2 separate regions of the Mus musculus genome follow, and region 1 is linked to region 2. A link is a contact called in public promoter capture Hi-C data. All regions are on one chromosome and are shown on one strand. The core of a region is the stretch at or near the end of the contact, and the rest is flanking DNA. Distances in the headings are between cores, read along the strand shown.

Region 1 (6,472 bases), core at 1,604-4,103, 2.8 Mb before region 2:
TCTTTTCTTTTCTTTTTTTTTGAGACAGGGTTTCTTTGTATAGCCCTGCCTATCCTGGAACTCACTCTGTAGACCAGGCTGGCCTCGAACTCAGAAATCTGCCCGCCTCTGCCTCCCCAGTGCTGGGATTAATGACATGTGCCACCACTGCCTAGGACACCTGCAATTTCTAAGCTTACAGGGTAGATTTAACTGTTACAGTGTCTAAAGCCCTCTCATTTCATTGGTTTACTGTCTTGAGGCTTATTAGGTGAGGCCATGTTTTTTTTTTGTTTTGTTTTTTGTTTTTTTGTTTTTTTGGTTTTTCGAGACAGGGTTTCTTTGTATAGCCCTGGCTGTCCTGGAACTCACTTTGTAGACCAGGCTGCCCTCGAACTCAGAGATCCACCTGCCTCTGCCTCCCGAGTGCTGGGATTAAAGGCGTGCACCACCATGCCCGGCTGTGAGGCCATGTTTTGCAACTCCGATTCCAAGCCCTGGCTCTTCAACTGTAGTAGGGGATTTTTAAAAGTCCTAATTCTAACTACAGTTTGGAATCTATTAGTCAGTGGTCTCTAGAGGCACAGAACTCATGGGTAGTCTCTATATAGTAAGGATTTGTTGATGACTTACAGTAGTCCAACTCCCAACAATGGTCAGCAGCAGCTGTGAATGGAAGTCCAAGGATCTAGCAGTTGCTCAGTCCCACAAGGCAAGCAGGTGAAGAAGAGAGTGAATCTTCCTTCTTCCATTGTCCTTATGTATGTCTCCAGCAGAAGGTGTAGCCCAGATTAAAGGTGTGTGCCACCACTTCTGGGATTCATAGCCACTATGCTTCAAGATCTCCCTGCCAAGATCCAGGTCAGAAACTTGTATCTCCCAGATTCCAGATTAGAATCACAGGTGAGCCTACCAATTCTGGATTGTAGTTCATTCCAGATACAGTCAAGCTGACAACCAGGAGTAGCCATTACAGTATCCATAAGGTTTCCCAGGGCCCTAATGGCTACATTCTCACTCTCAACTGGGATTCTATCATAGGAGGCAATGCTGGTAGACTCAAGCTGGGAGAAGCCTGCCTTGGCTGTTATATAAGATTTGGGGGGGCTGGAGAGATGGCTCGGTGGGTAAGAGCACCCGACTGCTCTTCTGAAGGCCAGGAGTTCAAATCCCAGCAACCACATGGTGGCTCACAACCATCCATAACGAGATCTGACTCTCTCTTCTGGGGTGTCTGAGGACAGCTACAGTGTACTTACATATAATAAATAAATAAATAAATCTTAAAAAAAAATTTGGGTTCACATTTTCAAATGAAAGGTAAACAATTACTAGTCAATAGACATAGCTTTCTTTTTGTAGACAAATCTGCCATGACTGTGGGAGTAGAGTAAGCAAGGAGGTTCTTTTAGCAAAAGGTTGGAAACTACTGAGCCCAGGAATCTTGAGTGCAAAGGGCAAAGAGCTATCACTTCCCCACGTGCAGCCCTTAAACAACTGCTGCCATTTTAGCACACGCTCTGGTTCAGTTGTTGGGCAGGAGGCTAGAGCTAGCAGGCCTGAGCAGGAGGGAAGACATTCTGAGATCAAATATCTTTCATAAAGAAAAAGCTGGAAGAACTCCTCCTTGCCCGCCTTTGCTCTGCTCTTCCTCCGCTCCTGGAGCAGAGATCTTGAATACACCCATGACACCCCTTTCACCTCTAAAGCTTTGTGTGCCTTATTTTAATCAATACCCATTTTATAGACTGGGTCACACAGCTAGCGAGCCAAGGCAACAGAGCCACACACACGTGGCTCTTGCAGTCCTTCAGTACTGTGCTGACACAGTTCTGGGCATAGACAGGGCATACTGGGATTAGGGCAAGTATAGCCCTTTTTAGGACATTATTTTTTTCCTGGTGATATTAGGAACTTTTCTTATAATTCTCTATAATATCTGAATTTTTCTTAATAAGAAGTATTGCATTTCTGATGAGAAAACAAAACAAAAACCCCAGGTATTAAAAAAGAACTTCTCTGGATGGATCCCACAGTAGCTACTGCCTGGAGGCTCCCTGCGTGGACTCTTCCAATGAGGCTATTGAATATGCACTGAGTTCCACATTTGGTGAGCCAAGGGCAGATGAATTTTGAAATCCGGGGAGGTGGTTTGGGTTGCCCTGTACGAGTCTGTAGAGTAGAAAATAGGGCTGAAGGAAAAACCCTGGAAGCAACTGGTGGAAGAGGAGCAAGTGTGAGGGCAAATAGAAAAGCTTTATTACTAGCTCCACATTAGTGCTCTATAACACAAGCCAGTGTTTTGTCCACGACCTTTACATTCTAGAGTCAAAACGTTTCTTGAAAGTCTCAAAATTCTGCTAGCCTTGATCCAAGTCTTTAAATTGTGATGTCTAGTTTTTTTAGTAAATGCGTGAAGAGTTCTGGTCTCTTCTTCAGAGACCCTGGGCTTTTGAACAAGTTACCTGACTTCTTCAAGCCCAGTATCTCCTTTTACAAGATAAGAATAACCGGGCTCTTCTCACAGTTATTGGGAAAGAAATTTTAGAAATAAAATGCAAAATAAAATGGGGAGAATACTGTCAGTGGTTTAAAGCTGATACTTACCAAGTTAACTGGCTCTCCAGAGACCACGACTATTCGAGGTACTCAGGAGGAACTCACTCTATCCAGCTCTAGACACAAAGAGGTCAAAACCTTTGTTGGGTGGTTTAGGAGGCCCTGGAGTCAGGCAAGAATTTCTGCTCCACCACGGAAATCCCCAGCCGCTGAAAGACTACCACTCCCAGAATGCAACGCTCCGGCCGACAACCCACCGCTTCCGTGTGGGCGGCGCGCCGGTGCCGCTCTACACTCTACCTTGCCTCGGCAGCCTTGGCGCGGCTGCTGTCGCGCGCTTTGGAGGCTGGGTGATGGGCGTCGCTCTAGGTGTCGCCTCGTTTCGAGGTCCAGTTGCACTTCCGCGCGATGGAGACCGGATGCTGGGTGCTGGGCGGCGAATTTGAGGACTCGGTGTTCGAGCAGAGGCCGGAGCGCCGGCCCGAGCCGCCCTCCCCCTACCGCGCCAAGCTCTGCGAGCCGCAGGTGAGACGGCTGCCCCTCTTGCCGCTCCGCTCTGGAGCCGGCCTGCGGCGAGGCCCACCACCGTCACTGTCCACCCGCCCTGCAACCAAGCACGGCGACTTCACTCTTGTACCCTCGGGTTGTCTGTCTCCGTCCCCCACCCTCAACCCACGTGTCCTGCAGGCGGGCCCGGGCTAGCATCACACGCCCCCTTCCTGCCTCCAGCCCCGCCCAGGTGCTCCGCCGTAGCATCCTTGCAGGCCTGCTGGCTGCCTAGAAGAATAAAATAGTTCCAAGCTAATTATGTTTCATCATTTCCTAGTAATGTATTGAGACTTGGATATGTTATTGTTGAGTTGGGATGGCTAGCTATGTGACTAAATGGTTGCAGAGTGCCGAACCTAACGGTGGCTCAAATACCTCGTCTCGAGTGACCCAGTGTTTAAAGAATAGAACAAAGTTTTTCTTACTGTGATGGCCCAGTAGAAGGAGAGGCACTAATTTAGCACGCTTATGATGAGCCTTGATACTCAGTGAAGTGTATTTCTCAGAATACAACCAAGCTATTACAATGTTAACTGTACTGAGTCAACAGAATTTAGAGACTTTCTTCAGCCTCAGCAGGTTTTATTGTAAAAGAGAATAGGAGATGCTTCTTTGGGGCTGGAAAATTGGGCATGCAGAATGCTTTTCATCCTTTTTTTTTAATTCTTTCTTGGTAGTTACATCTGGATCTCACCTTATGTCCAGTGGGTTTACATCAGAAGAGGTCGTCTTACAGATGTGTCCTCAGATCCTCCAAATCTTTGTCTGGGATGCACAGAAACCTGACTCCAGTTAAAATTTCCTGTGCTCTGTGTGCCTTTGTAGCATTTTTATAATAGGACCATCGCCATAATCACAGTTTCCTACGTCTTGTGCACAATTTTGTCAGTCCCTATTCACTCTCAATTGCTCTAAAAGAAAGCAGATAGCACTTTAAGAGTCACTGGACTGCACTTGGTGATGTCATTTCCAATAACTTCACTGTGGTTGAAACCGTGTGCTTTTATTTATTTTTTAAATCTGTCATTGACATGTATAGACATGTGATCATTACAACTTTTATTTTTTAAAACCACGTTCATTTATTTGTGTGTGGGTGAGAGAGCCATGGCACTGTGTGGCGGTCAGGGGACAAACTGCAGTTGTTGATTCTTTCCTTCCACCACATGGGGCCCATAGATCAAATCAGGTTGTCCGACCTAGTGACAAGTGCCTTTACCCGCCGAGGCATCTCACAGGCCGTCTTATCATTTTAATAAAAATTGGGCTGTCAGAGAGATGGCTCAGCAGGTAAAGTCACCTGCAGCCGAGTTTGATGAACTGTGTTCTATCACCAGAGCTGGAAGAGTAGAAGGAGAGAACCAACCAGCAGTTATGCTCTGACTTCCGTATGTGCTCAGTAGCGTGGATGGGCCCACATACGTATAACATGTATTAAAAATATTTTTTTTAAAATCTGGGCCATCATGAAGATTGTCATTGGTGGCTCAGTGAGTGACGTGTTTGGCGTCTAGCATGAGGATTCATGATTCCTAGCACTCACATAAACTGGGCGTGCCAACCAGCACAGGAAGGCGGAGACAGGAGTACCTTGGGGCTTGCTGGCAGCCGATCTAGCTGACTGGTCCAGTGAGAGACCCTGTCTTGAGGTAACAAGATTGAGACTGATTGAGACAACTAATGTTGATCTCTGGCCCGCACACCACATGGGGATGCACACATTTACTGCGCATGTAAACGTATCATTTAGTCTGATGTGGTCATCCGGGTCTGTAATCTCAGCACTTGGAGGGCGTACGATGAGATGCTGTTTTAAAAAGCAGAATATAGCCATCCCTTGTCCATTGCTTTGCCTTGTGTCATCCTGAAGAAGTGTGGCCTTGACGTTTAGATGGTTGTGTCATGGGAAAGTGCTTTTGACTGTGAAGTGGAAAAGCATACTTCAGCCGCCATCGTAAACTTTATCTTCTTGGTTCCTAGTGGTTTTATGAAGAGACAGAATGTAGTGACGATATTGAAGTTCTCACTCTCAAGAAATTCAGAGGGGACCTGGCCTACAGACGACAGGAATACGAGGTGGGGGTCAACACGAGTGGGACTTTGGCATTTCAGCTGGGCTCTGGTTTTATCATCAGTAGCACATGCAGAGAGCAGTGTGTGCCAGGTTAGCAGTGTGCTTTGTGGATGGATTTAGTCTTTGGTGGGGCCTATAGATAATCTTAGACTCTTCAGTCTACGCCTTTTCTACAGGGTCCATATTATGTTTTGTTTTTTCATAATTCCAGACAAAGACTACTTTGAGGATCCCTGTAGGTCTGCTTTCCCATTTATATCCACTCGCCTGTGAATCTCCAACGTGTCACAGGAACAAAATACCCCACAACATGCAAGAGAAGGAAGGGATGAACAGTTAGATGCCAGATTGTTTCACATACAAGTCTCATTTCATCTTTGGGCAAATATTAATAAGGTATATAGCTGGGTCTGGTGCCATATACCTTTAATCCCAACACTTGGGAGGTGGAGGCAGAGGTAGGTGGATATCTGTGAGTTCAAGACCATCCTAATTAATCTAGGTAGCAAATTCAGGTGTCTGTCTGTCTGTCTGTCTCTCTCTCTCTCTCGCTCTCGCTCCCAGCACACACACACACACACACACACACACACCTCAAAGTCCCAGTAAAACCAGGACTCAAAGCCTATTCTTTTTGCTTCTAGAATGTTCTCTCTCTAATACTGTGATACTTCCATAGTTGTAGACATTATGACCTGCAGCCATTCTGTCTCAACCTTTTAGAAAAACAACTCACAGTACTGGTTGAAACACTTGGTCTCCCATAGGTCATTGTAGGATTGCGTTTTACTTTCTGCATAGGAAAAAGTCATCTCTACACTGGGTCCTTTCCTTTCCTTTCCCTACCCCTTCATGCCTTCCCTTCTTTCTTTTAATAATCGCCAGAAAGCCCTGCAGGAATACTCCAGTATCTCCGAACAGTTACCATCTACTAATTTTGCCATGAAAAGGGATGTCCAAGAAGGCCAGGCTCGGTGTCTGGCTCACCTTGGGAGGCATGAGGAGGCGCTGGAGATGGCAGCAGACCTGGTGAGTTGCTTATTCTCCTACACTGTCCTGAACCAAGGACAGGAAAACAAACTTGCTGCTAGAAGCAGAGTTGGTGGGCCGGGATTCCCGAAGGAAACAACCAGCAGTGTATTTACTGAGCTGAAAGTGGAGAGTGCTAGATGTGGCTATTTTCCTCTGCCAAGATGAGAGTTATTGCCTAGAAATCCTAATTTCAGAAGTTTTGCTTTTATGAGGAATGTATACCCAGAGCGATAGAATTGAGTGATTTTGTTCTAGATGTTTCAAAGATGTAAGTTTTTA
Region 2 (6,508 bases), core at 3,345-5,844:
CTCTGTTCTTGACCCTGAAGACATCTCTCAGGTAGTCAAAACTGGAGGTTTTTTTTTTTTTTTTTTCCTTTTTAAGTTTTGTTTTTGAGAGACAGTTTTGCTATCTAGGCCTGCCTGAATGGGTCCTCATCATGTAGCCCAGGATGGCTTCAAATTTACAGCAATCCCTCGGAATCCGTGTCCTGAGTATGGAATCAGAGGCCTGATCCAGCGTGCAGGACAAATGTTTTAGGTGTCTACAAAAGATGCTGTAAAGGAGGTGAGACAGCTCAGTGGGTAAAGATGCCTGATGCCAGGTCTGATGGCCTGAGTTTTATTCTCAGGACCCACACGATGCAAGGAGAGAACTGACTCCTAAACACTATCCTTTGACCTCCTTACATGAACTATGACACACACATTCCTCCATGTGGTCCCCCGAACACAGATAGACAGAGATAGATAGATAGATAGATAGATAGATAGATAGATAGATAGATAGATAGATAGATATAATAAAGATCTAGAGTCATTTCACCTAGAAAATTAGTTTGTGCCACTTTGGAAAGTACTTTGCTTTTATATGAATTTCTTTTTTAAGATTTATTTACTAGTATACATAAGTACACTGTAGCTATCTTCAGATGCACCAGAAGAGGGCGTCAGATCTCATTACTGGTGGTTGTGAGCCACCATGTGGTTGCTGGGATTTGAACTCAGGACCTCTGGAAGAGCAGTCAGTGCTCTTAACTGCTGAGCCATCTTGACAGCCCATGATTTTTTTTTTTTTTTTCATCAGAATTCAAAATGTAGAATCCCAATTAGGAAAGTACCATGGACGACATTTTAACCCAAAGACTCTTATGGGAGCTTGGCAATGTCAAAATGTTGATAAACTATTTGGACAAAAAAATAATGTTGGCCTTGGAGGCAAAAACAGTGGGTTGCTGGGCGTGGTGGCGAATGCCTTTCTTTAATCCCAGCACTCAGGAGGCAGGGGCAGGCAGATTTCTGAGTTTGAGGCCAGCCTGATCTACAAAAGTGAGTTCCAGGACAGCCAGGGCTATACAGAGAAACCCTGTATAAAAAAACAAAGCAAAACAAAAAAAACAACAACAAAAAAAAAACAACCCAACTCAACCCAACCCAAACCAAAAGGATGTAGTTTAGTGGCAGAGGGTTTCCTAGCACACACAGGGCTGAATTAAATCAGAGACACTGACAAAACCTAAAATGAAACACTCATACCAAAAAATACAAGCTCACTGAATTCCCTGATAGTTCTGCATGCTCTCGGACCCATCTGATACCAGCACAGTACAATGTAGACTGAGAAACAAACCAAGCAACTTGCCATAGGAGTATCCCCAAACCTGGCTTCCGTGTGCATAGCCACACTTTTGCATAAATCTGTAAAACATAAATTAGTTTGTGTGATCTTGTTTTCAGTTTGCTGATTTAAAAAAAAAATCCCCATGGTAACTCTCACAACAGTATTTTGAATTACGACCTGCACATAGACTAATACCTACTGCTTACTGCTTTCCCTTGGCATGGTGAATTATATGAAACATTAACCGTGCTATGATTACAACCAGAGAGCAGCAGTCTCAGTATAACAGATTCCACAATAGGTTGTAGCAGTATTGTATGGAATTCTTTGCTCTGGGCTTGACATGACATTGGCCATCATGGGCACAGTAGCTTTGATAATCTAGCAGACACCTCTGCCTTCAGAACGATACAGCAGACAGCTAGTTAGCCAATGGGAGTGGAGCTCCCTTGCTGTAGGGTGAGAGTCATGAGATCATCATAATCCCTCTTATGCTTTTCTGAGGTTTTATGCACTACTCCTTCCTGTTCATATATGTGTGATCTCAAAAATACTAAAGAATAGGAGGAGATAGAAATTCAATGGGGATGGGACCCTTTGGTGGTATAGCTTGTTCGTGGGTCACTCAGGCTCCTGGAACCCCAACAGGTTCACTTATTTCACCAAGGTAGGCATGGTAAGTTTCTTAGGTTTCTCTGTTCCTGGTCTATTTGAGATAAACAGCTATTTCTCTTCTGCCTCTCCAGGGAGGTCTTACAACAGTTCATCACAAGGATTTTTCAGAATGATTCAGAGGTAGAACATTTGCCTAGCATTGACAAGGCTCCTCACTGGACATGTTTAGGGTCCTGGTATAATCTCTGGCCCTAAGAAAAGTTTCAAACCAATGAAAATATATAATGTCAATTTATAGCCAGATATGATAGCAGATTTCGATAGATCCTAGTACTTGGAAGTGGAGATGGCAGACTTTTTAGCAAGTTTGAGGCCAATCTGGTCTAAAAAGCAAGTTGTAGGCCAGCCAGGGGGATGGGATATAAAGACAGCCTGATTTCAAATAAAACTAAGAGGTACAATTTTCACCATCTGTATTGTTGCTAAGACTCTATTTTGCCTTGAAAGGTATTTTCCCTCCTCTCTCATTAAATGTTTAATGACACAAACACTAAGTGTCTGTGGTGGTTTTGAATATGAATGGCCCATAGGTAGTAGCACTGTTGGGAGATGTGGACCTGTTGGAGGAAGGGTGTCACTGTGGGGATGGGCTTTGAGACCCTCCTCGTAGCTGCTTGCAAGACAGTCTTCTCCTGTTTGCCTTCAGAACAAGATGTAGAACTCTCAGCTCCTCCTCCAGAGCCATGCCTACCTGGATGCTGTCATGATGATAAAGGACTGAACCTCAGAACCAGTAAGCCAGCCCCAATTAAACGTCTTTTATAAAAGTTGCCTTGGTCGTGATGTCTGTTCACAGCATTGAAACCCTAACTAAGATAGTTTCATACCTTTGTTTTGCAAAGACCAAAGCAGCCCAAGAGAAACCCAAAAAATAAAGACCTGACGGAGTCCAGCTAGCCAGTCATGTGATGGCATAAGCAACACACATTTATTCCACAGTGTAGCACCTGTTAAGTGGCAAGCTTAGCCCCAGATAGCTCTCTTAGCTCTGTGATGGGCAGACGGTACCATCTGCTCGCTTCGAAGTTTACCAGTTCCACCGTCTGCTGAAAGAGACATCATTGCTTATAAAAACAAACAATCTGGAATCTTACTGAAAGGCTGTGGTGTTAAGGAACTCTTAGAAAAGAAGATACACTGTGCATGGCAGAGCACAGGTTTCAGACCACGTGTGGTGGGAGGGTTCCTGTATGTTCATATGCGCACCTGTGGGTGCCGGGGCACACTTTGTGTGTGCATGGGGGAAGTCTGAGGGGAACTTTTGAGTGTTCTTCATTACACTCAACTCTTCTTCTTTCTTGAGACAAGATCTCTTCACTGGACTTGTCACTTGCCCGGTTAGCCAGCAAGCCCCAGGGGTCCTTCCGTCTTTACTCCCCCAGTGCTGGGTTAACACGTGTGTTGCCACCTGTTTCTCGACATGGCACATGTGGAGGTCACAGGACAAGTGTATGCAGTTAGTTCTCTCCTTCCCTCTTCGGATTGAACTCCAGATAACAGGCAGGTGGGGCAAAGTCATCTCAGCCTCACCATGATGGCCCTGATTTAGGTGTTTGTTGTTTGTTTGTTTGTTTTTTAGATTTATTATTTATTTGTTATACGTAAGTACACTGTAGCTGTCTTCAGACACCTCGGAAGAGGGCATCAGATCTCATTATAGATGGTTGTGAGCCACCATGTGGTTGCTGGGATTTGAACTCGGGACCTTTGGAAGAGCAGTCAGTGTTCTTAACTGCTGAGCCATCTCTCCAGCCCTGTTTGTTTATAAGACAGAATTTTACATGGTCCAGGTTTCCCAGGAACTTGCTATGCAGCTGAGGGTGACCTTGAATGGGTTTTCTTCTTCCACATCCAGTAAGGGCACTGGTTTTATTTATTTATTTATTTATTTATTTATTTATTTATTTACTTTATATCCCGCTCCCTGCCCCTCCAGCTGAGGGTGACCTTGAATGGGTTTTCTTCTTCCACACCCAGTAAGGGCACTGGTTTATTTATTTATTTATTTATTTATTCATTCAATTTATTTACTTTATATCCAGCTCCCTGCCCCTCATTCCACAATCCGTCCCCTAGGCACAGGTTTTAGAGTTAGATAATCTGACTTTCTCTCCCAGCTCTGCAACCTTCACAGCCTGAGTGCCCGATCTGGGCAGCTCACTAACCCATCTCTCCTCTTGGTTGGTTACTGTGCAGTTTCCAGTTGAGGAACAAATGAATAACTCACGTCAGAGATCTGGCACCACATTCCTGACCTGGAGCCCTTGAGGGGTTCTCTGTCTTCTCATGACAGATACCAGTCTTGGCACACATCACTGTGTTTCCCTCCCCGACAGTGCTGTTACCTTTTACCCACTAAGGAGTGGGAACTTGAGACATATATCTAGATCAAGTGTACAGATAACCTCACTGAAGATACTTCACTCTCTTAAGCCAAAGGCAAGCATGAAATAAGGGAGCATGCTAAGACACGGTAAAATCTGAAATATAACTATGCTAAGGAAGCCAGAAGTTTCTTTTATAGCCATCTGTTACATAACATCTGAAGAAATAACAGCTAAATGTGAAAGCTTATAGTCTAAAGAAAGAGAAGCAAATTGTTTCAACACTTTAATATGGCATTTCTCCATAGCGAATCCAGACATCAGTTGCCAGAGCCGGGCAAGATAATTACAGCAATTCCTGTAATTCCAGCAACTGGGAGTTTGAAGCCGGAGGATCTGGAGTTCAAGGTCATCTCCCCCTACTTAGCCCAAGACTAGACTGGGCTACCATAGGCCCTACCTCCCTTGCTCTAAGTGTTCGTGCTCTTTTGTCTCGTTTTCTGTGTCTCTGAAGAACTGATGCTTGGGCCTCAGGCAGGCCAGACAAGGTAAGCATTTATCTCTGGCCAACATCCTCAGCTATTTTATAATTGCATTTGGGATGTGGTTTAAAAAGGGTATTCCCAGGCCTATCCCAAACATGTAGTCTTTCTGCCTCAGCCTCCTGAAATTGTACAGAAAGCATCCACCAACAGCCCGGCCGGCCCGGCACAAACTTGATGTTAATCACAGGGAAGAGCATACTCGATGATCTAGAAAAAGATAGGCTAGAAATAACAAAGGAGGACTAAGAGTCCTAAGACTCTGAAGCTAAGCGTTTGATGCGTTCGATCCTTAGTAAACTCCTTTCTCCTACACAGTTGTTTGTTTGTTTATGTAAATAAGGTCTCAGAGCTTGACAAATAAGGTCTCAAGTAGCAAACAAAGTCTGGCCTTTAACTAATTCTCTGGCCTCTACCCTACCTACTTCTGAGCTTGCAGGCCTGCTTCAGGCAGGGTTATCCTCTCAAAAGGGGTGGGGGAGGGTGTGAGAAGACTGAGTGTTCAAAGCTCACATACATTTTCTTTCCTTCTGGTCTGGTTGTGGGTTTCTGTATCTCTTCTCATCTGTTGCAGGAGGAAACCTCTCTGAGGACCACATATGTTTTCTAACTGCGATCCTATCAATAGCTGTCCTTGATAGATGATTTTTTTTTCCTTTTCCTTTGAAGTTGTGGGAGTTGAATCTAGGGCCTCGAGCATGTTGGACAAATGCCATACAACGGACCTACCACCTCTAGCCCCCAAACAAAAATTTTCACTGTCTCAGTGTCTAATGTCTGACACCCTCTGTCTTTTTCTTTGCTTTTGTGAAATTCCCAAGGCTCGTAGATTGGTTCTTGTTTGGTAGTTCTAGGGCTCAAACCTAGGTCCCTGGGCATGTGAATCAAGTACAGAGCCTTATCGTCAGTCTGCTCTGGCATTAAACGGGATATTAAACAGGAAAAGCAGACAGGGCCGGAGAGTGGAGGCATGTGAAAATGGAGCCTCTTGTTGCAGAAACACTAATCTACTGGCTAAGGACCAGATAGTTCACTGTGTACCACACCCAGTCCAGTTGCAATGTTTTCTTTCAAACCAACTCTGCAGAAGGTAAGGACATTCCATTTGACCTACCAAAATACTCCTCATGGTAGAGGTATTCTTTACTGTGTGGATAATGAGGCTACATTTCCCCTTAGAAATTAGTAAAATGAGCTGGGTGTGGTGATACATGCCTTTAATCCCAGCACTTGGGAGGAAGAGATAGGTGGATCTCTGTGAGTTCAAGGCCAGGTTGGTTTATAAAGAGAGTTCAAAAACAGCCAGGGCTGTTATACAGAGGAGAAACTTTGGGGGTGGGGAAGGGAGGGTTAGAGAGAAAGAGAGAGAGAGAGAAAGAGAGAGAGAGAGATAAGATAATGTCTGCACACAAAGGAATAAAGGAAGCTGATTATCTAAAGTGGCACTGGCTTCCATCTTACCCACACAAGTGATCTAAGGACAGAGAGCAAAGCAGCTTCCTGAGCTGGACACGGTCAACTGTCCACGTGACTGTAAGCCACCTATGGAGCAGGGAGGAGGACGGTCACTTCTATTTTTCCCTGAAATGTTCCTTGGGAAAGAGTGACAACGTAACACATCTGTAACCTGAGCACGTATGAGGCTGAGGGAGGCA

Evidence for each region. Promoter capture Hi-C pulls out the DNA fragments that hold promoters and counts their contacts.
Region 1: a contact with region 2 is called in a promoter capture Hi-C map of the 3T3-L1 cell line, with 6 times the contacts expected there. The contact joins the promoter of 9130401M01Rik here to the enhancer-like site in region 2. A contact is called at or near these places in 5 of 39 promoter capture datasets (the 3T3-L1 cell line, the C10 cell line, embryonic stem cells and 2 more) and 1 of 9 other capture datasets (liver).

What each region holds. Positions count from the first base shown.
Region 1 is chr15:58,030,675-58,037,146 of GRCm38.p6, reverse strand. 9130401M01Rik (RIKEN cDNA 9130401M01 gene) reads left to right here and starts at 2,853. Exons shown (of 6, transcript NM_029418.4): 1 at 2,853-3,063; 2 at 5,068-5,163; 3 at 6,047-6,190. The coding sequence starts at 2,947.
Region 2 is chr15:55,198,392-55,204,899 of GRCm38.p6, reverse strand. The region is part of intron 4 of Deptor (DEP domain containing MTOR-interacting protein); the gene reads right to left. Among named protein-coding and RNA genes, the nearest start is that of Gm26296, 61 kb to the left of the region's middle. Within about 2 kb of position 4,594, at least 47 of the 459 cell types and tissues checked have an H3K27ac peak or open chromatin away from gene starts, as enhancers often do.